Regions from separate parts of the Mus musculus genome. Here region 2 is linked to region 1. Evidence: chromatin contacts called from public Hi-C data. All regions are on one chromosome and are shown on one strand. The core of a region is the stretch at or near the end of the contact, and the rest is flanking DNA. Distances in the headings are between cores, read along the strand shown. Region 1 overlaps Trpv4 (transient receptor potential cation channel, subfamily V, member 4). Region 2 holds the start of Hnf1aos1 (a long non-coding RNA gene).

The links. Hi-C and Micro-C count contacts between places; a contact is called where the count stands out from the background.
Region 2: a contact with region 1 is called in a Hi-C map of B cells, with 2.7 times the contacts expected there. The contact joins the promoter of Hnf1aos1 here to the enhancer-like site in region 1. A contact is called at or near these places in 4 of 39 promoter capture datasets (the C10 cell line, embryonic stem cells, hippocampal neurons and 1 more), 6 of 484 Hi-C or Micro-C datasets (B cells, the G1E-ER4 cell line, bone marrow-derived macrophages and 1 more), 1 of 115 datasets of contacts at active chromatin or transcription factors (pancreatic cancer cells) and 2 of 9 other capture datasets (embryonic stem cells and liver).

The regions. Positions count from the first base shown.
Region 1 is chr5:114,637,857-114,641,174 of GRCm38.p6, forward strand. It overlaps Trpv4 (transient receptor potential cation channel, subfamily V, member 4), which reads right to left. Exons shown (of 16, transcript NM_022017.3): 3 at 2,268-2,440. Among named protein-coding and RNA genes, the nearest start is that of Trpv4, 19 kb to the right of the region's middle. Within about 2 kb of position 1,670, at least 35 of the 459 cell types and tissues checked have an H3K27ac peak or open chromatin away from gene starts, as enhancers often do. A contact at or near this core is called in B cells and bone marrow-derived macrophages, where this site is marked.
Region 2 is chr5:114,966,749-114,970,148 of GRCm38.p6, forward strand. It overlaps Hnf1aos1 (a long non-coding RNA gene), which reads left to right and starts at 1,995. Exons shown (of 6, transcript XR_878697.3): 1 at 1,995-3,289. The region is part of intron 1 of Hnf1a (HNF1 homeobox A); the gene reads right to left.

The DNA of each region.
Region 1 (3,318 bases), core at 420-2,919:
CTGAGCTTGTGAGAGCCTTTATCAGCTCTAAAAGCAAGACGCATGTCAGGTAGCACTTGTCCACACATGAGAACCCAGAAGCCTGTCCCGTGAAGCATTTACACCAGTGTCGCTAGAGGGGAGTGAAGGGCTGACCACAATGCTCCCTAAAGCTTGGACTGAGTATAAAGAGGGGCACAGTGTGTCTGGGGGGTCTCATAGACACGTAAGTGTAAACATTTTCCATTCCTGTCCAACATCTTTCGAAGTCTGAGTGGGCCCGGTGCCTGTCACCTCTCCCCAATGTTCACCAACACCCTTTTCTAAGTTCCTTTCCCTTGCTACGATGTGTTTGGCTACAGGAACTAGCTTCCGTCTCTAAAGAATCAGTAAAATGCAAGCGCCCACCAACACCACCAACCAGGCCTGGGCGACGGATCCAAGGTGGGAGCCACAGACATGGGGTGAGGGTGAGCTTTGCCGGCTGACCCTCAGGGTTGGAGTCCTGGCATTATCTCTCATCAGCAATCAAGGGGACATCGGTGAATCAACCAATATTGTGATTCACAGGACCCCAGGCATCAACAAGCCCCCCTTAAATGTCAATGCTGGGGTTAGCATCCTGTGGAAGGAAATGTAAGGCCCCCTCCCCAGATACAGGGAGAGCCTTAAGCCTCGGAAGCATCCAGCCTGACCCCCACCCCAGCCTTTCTCCCGTCTTCTGGGCAGCTGGCCCAGGCTAACACCAGCCAGCTGTTCACGGAACCAATCCGTGGGTACAGCTTCCCATGGGCACCAGGTGGGGGCTGCCCTGAATGCTGGCAGAGCCCCTGGGGGCTGTGCAGATGCATCCCCAATCTCTGTCATGGGGTGGTATCAACCCTCCATTTTACCAGTATCACCAGCAATATCAGCTCTCCATGGTAACACAATTCCCCTCCCTGGAGTCCCATCCTGAATTTTCAGCGCCCCCACCCCACCCCAGCCCCACGCCTGTTGCAGCATGTCTGTTTTATCCATTTTTCTGGTACCCCTTTGGCTGTCATCTCTGCCACCATCACCCTGAACCAGGCACTGTCTCTCACAAGCCCAAGATAGCCCCGCCCCCTTGGCTTGCCCAGCCTCTGTGGTCCTTCATCCACTTTGCATACAGCAGTTGCTATAGTCATCTCAGAGGTCATGGAAAGCCACGGGGTCTTTGTAATCACTGTCCCTTCATAGCTATCCAACCTGAAACACTCCTTCGTCCCTTTTCACACACTAATGTAACTCTCTGACTGGGGGGTGGGGTGGGGGGGTGTGAGGGGTTGTTTCACATCCCCTGACTAGATACCCTTCACCGTTTGTAACTCAGTGCTTGTTTACGTGGTCGCAAGATCAATGCCGGTCCCTCCTGAATAACCGAGAGCCACTTAAGACCGAATCTTATATGCCTTGCTCAATTCCTCATTTTCAGCCCCACCTCACCTCCACCTCCCTCCGGACACCAGCCCAGTGTCTGGTACTTCTTCGGTACCCAGTGGCATCTCGCTGAATTAGTAAGAACTCACTAAAGGAGCCACCCAGGCACCTTCCGTGATTCCAAATCACATCTGGCATAAGGGGAATCGGGTCCTGGGTCCCGGCTTCGGCTGTGGAACCACTGCTAAAGAGGAAGCAGTTCCTCAGCTGACCACCAGGTGGCGGAATGTCTCTGGTTATGGAGCCTGCTGGAGCCCGGCTCTAAATGGCCCATTGACAGAGGTTGTGAACTACCCCGAGGGCGTGTGGGAGGGGTGGGGCAGAGATTCCAGATAACCCTGAAAATCAGATGAGCTAATCAGCCTCCAGCCAGAAAAACATGCAGGGGAGGATGCAGGTTTTGTGGAGCCCTGCAAAGGGATGTTGTGGGTGGCGACTGAGGGAGTCGGGCCAGGGAGGGGAGCTGGTGAGGGTGAGGCAGATCTCTAGAAGTGCAACTGAGAATCCCAACCGTAACCTTGCCACCTTCCAGCTATCCCGACCCACTGCCATGCTACCCACGGGGGACATGGGATTCCAGCTGCCTGTTTAGAGCACTTCGGGGCTGGGGGAACCACACCATCAATGTGTAGAAGTGTGTTAGAGCCCCCGTGGCTAAACTTTGGTTGGCTACTGCATGAATGAATTCCGTAACGTGGTGAAGGATGCAGGAGTCCAGACTCTACCCAATGATCTTCTGTGTGTTTGGCCCAAAGAGATACGCAAACCGGGGAAGAGGATTACCCAAGCAGAGCAGACCCCTCCCCCTGCCCACTGGTGCGGCTCACCCCGGAACTCCTCATCAGTCAGGCGCTTCTTGTGGGTCAACAAGAAGGAGAGCAGTCCATCTAGGTCCGCAGTGGAGCCCCGGGACACAATGTCAAAGAGGATGGGCCGATTGAAGACTTTGAGGATGGGGGGTGGCTGGGGTGCAGGAGCTTTGGGGCTCTGTGGCTGCTTCCTAGAAGGGAAAAAAGAAGGATACCAGGAGTTTAGCCTCTGCCTGCACTGTGCTCCCTCACCTAAGGTAGTCAGAGGTTGGGGGAAATGAAACCCAAGGGACTAAAGAATACTATGGGATGCTTTGCCCAGGAAGAGGTAAGCTGGCCTACTGTGTGTTGGGCAGAAAAACAGGAAAAGGATGCAAGCCTGCACATCCTCTAGCCCACCCACCTCCCCCCTCCATCTAACCACTCACTCACTCAGTCACCTATCCACCCACCCATCCATCCATCTGTCCACCCACCCACCCACCCATCCATCCATCTATCCACTCACCCACCCATCCATCCATCTACCCACTCATCACCCATCCATCCATCCCTCTATTCACCCACTCACCCCTCCCCCCACTCACCCCTCCCTCCATCTTTATGCTCATCTGTTCATCCTTCCACCTCACCACTCGCTGCCTACCCCCTTCATCCCTCTCACCTGCCTATTCATCTTCCCCGTCCTCCATCTAACATTTACTGAACACCTTTGTGTGTGAGAGACAGGGTCTTGTGTCACCCAGACTGGCTTTGTAAGGGACATGCAACCCAAACTGATCTTGAATGTCCCACCTTGGCCTCTTGAATGATGGGACGTCAATGCAAGCCACTATGCCTGGCTTATGCAAGGATGGGAACCGAAGCCGGGGCCCTGAGCATGCCGGGCTGGTACTCGACCACCTGAGCTTACCATCTGGCCTTTCATGAGCACTGTCTGAGGCGAAAAAAGCCTGGCAGAAGGCAGGGGAAGGAACTGGTTCACTCGCTCGCTCCCTCATTAATTTCATCATCCAACGATGTTTAGGACAGAAGAGGCCATAAAAGCGGGGTATTAGCCCAGAGCCCA
Region 2 (3,400 bases), core at 745-3,244, 330 kb after region 1:
GGAGGGTTGGGAGTTCAAAATCATCCTTGATACATTGAGTTTGAGGCTAGTCTGGCATACTTGAGTCCCTGCCATGCGTGCATGCGTGGTTCGTGTATGGTGCGTGTGTGGTTGCTTGTCTGTGTGTGTATATGTGTGTGTGTGTGCACGTGCTTCTGCTTGTGCCTGTGTGTGTGTGTTTGTGTATGCCTGCCTGTGTGTCTGTGTGCATGTGTGTGCTGTGCCTGTGTGTTTGTATGTGCACATGTGTGTGTGCATGTGTGTCTGTGTAAGTCTATTTGTATGTACCTGCCTGTGTATGTGTGTGTGTGCATGTTTCTTTGTGTCTGGGGGTGGGGAAGGCTTGTGCTTGTGTGTCAGTGTGTGTGTGCGTGCATGTGTGCATGAATGTGTGTCTGTGTGTGTATGCATGTATATGATTGTCCCTGTGTGTGTGTGCATACATGTGTATATACTTATGCATGCAAGCATGTGTGTGTATGTTTTAGAAACTGTCCAGAGGGAAACCTGAATTCAGTACATCTTTAAGCCCCAGTGAATTTCAAAGGCTGGCATGCGAAAGAATTTCCCATCAAGCCAAGCAGTAAGAATGTCTGGGGGTGCGGTAGTAAACATGCCGAGATAACATGGACCTCGAGAGCACTGTGCAGACATAGATGAAGCCATCACACACATCCAAGTCTGGTCTTACTACTTAAGGATGTCCCTTTGCTTCACTGAGCCTTCCTCTGCTCATTTGTAAAATGGGACCATTCAAATGTGATCCTGCTTAGCTGTGTGCCATGCTCTTGAACCTGTGGCTGAGTGCTGTCTTCACCATTCTGCAGAAGAAACTGGGACTCAGGGACAGTGCCCACCTAACTGGCTGCAAAGCTGGCGTGGGAACCAAGGCAAGCCACTGTCCGCTGAAGCATCCTGCCTGCCACCTGGCTGCTGAGTTCCTGGCTGGGAGAACCCTGAGGCTGCTTGGCTGGGGCTGAGGGCATCAGGAAACAGCACGGTTGGGGTTTAAGCAGTTGGTGGATAGGAAGGTCCTGCAAGGGCATCCAGGATAGGACTCTGGGTCCCAAGTGCTTCCCCAGGGAGGAGTAGGAGGTGTGCGAGGGGAAGTTTAGGCTCTCGCTCACTCATGCCTGGTATGTGGTGACATCACAAACTTTTCCCTCAAGATGTTTTCACACCAGGGGACAAGGAATGAACACAGAGACAGATAAAGTAACGAGACAATTAGTGGTCAGAAGAAAGCAGGCAGAAACAGCAAAGGGGAGCTGGGGTTCAGCCCTCATGCAGAGACAGAAGCCAAGGAGCTAAGAGCCAAGGAGGAAGTGAGAAAGGGGTCCCGCCCGAGCAGAAAGACTAAGGTAGGCAATGCTAGGCGGAAACCAAAGTGTGTGCGCATCCAGAACCGGCAAAGCCAGCATCAGGGCGCAAAAGAGGGGATAAGGAGCGATAGATGGATCGAACTAGGGAAGCTGGGGGGAGGGGAAGTCACAGAACTAGAACTAAGATAGAGAATTTGCCTTTACTCTGTCTACCTGCTGGCATTGGTGCAGGGGGAGAAAAGGGTCTTGCCCAAGGTCACACACTAGATAAAGGATGGAGCTCTGCGAGGAGAGCTGAGGTGTCTGCCGTGGCCTCACACATGATGCAAAAGGGGTGGGGGTGGGATCCGAGACCCCAGACCCACCTCTCCCTCTCCCAAAGGTAGACCTTGGAATCAACAGTTCCCGTGGGGAGTTAGTCCTTCCCACCGCCTCTTCCAGCCTCAACTTCCCCACTAGCCAGGCCCTCATGGGGGTCCTCCAGCCCTCTCCCCAGAGGGTCCCCCCCACCCCCACCCCTGGTCCTGAAACTAGAGGCCCCACTTTTTGTCCCTGGGGACATTTTCAGGTCCCCTTTGTTACCTGAACAATAAGTAACCCGGGTAGTTAGTTATAAACTCCGCAGGAACAAGGAGCTGGTTGATAATTTATAGCAACATCTCGAATTTAAATGGAAAGCAAATAGCTCGCTGTTAGCATTAAAGAAAAGCAACCTGGGAGGGACAGCACTCTAGCCTCCTCCCCGCTCAGCCTCTCTCCCCTGCCCCTTTCTCCCAGCTGCTGAGAGACCCTCTCTTTTCCTGGCTCCTCTGCCCTCCCAACTCCCCCAGCCCTCTTCTCCCATCTCATCCTCCTCACCGCCCCTGTCCCCTCTGCCTCCAGGATTCTGCCTGTTCCCCTGCAGGGAGCACTTTGACCTCTGTTCCAGCTGCTTTGGACCAGGCTCCCCTCCAGCCCCCACTGCCCCCACCGTGAGGGCTGCTGATCAAGAGGTCCCACCTAGCCAGGTAAGAAGACCCTTGGCATCCCTGGCCCCTCAGCCTCATATTAAGCCCCTAGCCCCACCTGGGGCCCCAAGACAGGTCAGGCCCAGCTCCACCCTATCCAGGTTTCTTGTGCCCTGGTTCTGGCAATACTCGGCCCTTTGCCCCTCCCCTGCGGTGAGGCAGCCCTTTGCCCTCCACTTTCTGCCAAGTCAGGGGGCCTGACTGCTCCTCTGCCCCTTGCCCAAGGCCCAGGGAGGCTTCTGGACACTTCCAGAAATGCCGGGATCCACCAGCCCTCCCCCACCCCAAGTCAGAATCAGGACCTTGGACAGAAAAAAGGCTGCCTCTGGAGTATTCTTGTGAGACTGTCCCCAAACTCCTCAGCCAGCCCTCAGGCCCCTCCACGGCGCCTTCCCTGTCTAAGCCTCAGTTTCCCTACTGTAAAGCGTGTTTATTAACCACTTCCTTCTGGGGGGGCGGTTATCTCTATATTATGGGGATTTAGGCACAGCAGAAATCCCTACAGAAAATAGCGTGCCGGGCGATAATCTCAGGGAAACTGTGGAGGCTTGGGGAATTGGGGGTGGTAGTACTCCCCACAGCCCCCAAGCTACCTTTCCCTCACTTTGGTGTTCCTGTTCGTTCTCCACCCCCAAATGGGCATCTCCCCGCCACCGTCCCGACAAGTTAATGATCACAGGCCTTATCAGAGCCTTTTGCTATTTATAAATTTATAAAACAAAAGAAATAATGGCGTGCGTGGGTAATTAGTAACCAGAACGGCTTTGCTGAGGAGAGAGACGGGGGAGGCATTGAAATCGGGACCCACTCAGCACTCCAGGAGATGGGGAGCCAGACAACAGAAGAGGGGGGTCTGGTATGGGGAGGCCTCTAACCCTGCTATCTGACCAGGCTGGGGTCAGGGGCAAGCAGCACCTGGCCATGCAGGGAAACTGCCACCTTCAGCTCCATCTGCCCCAGGTAAGAAACCCAAGCGTACCCTGCCAGATGCTTAAGGCCCTGGCGGATCAGGAAATCCCCTAAAAGCCCAACATCAGCCCGGCCTCCTCAGGGGCTTTTGGGGCCCCAAAC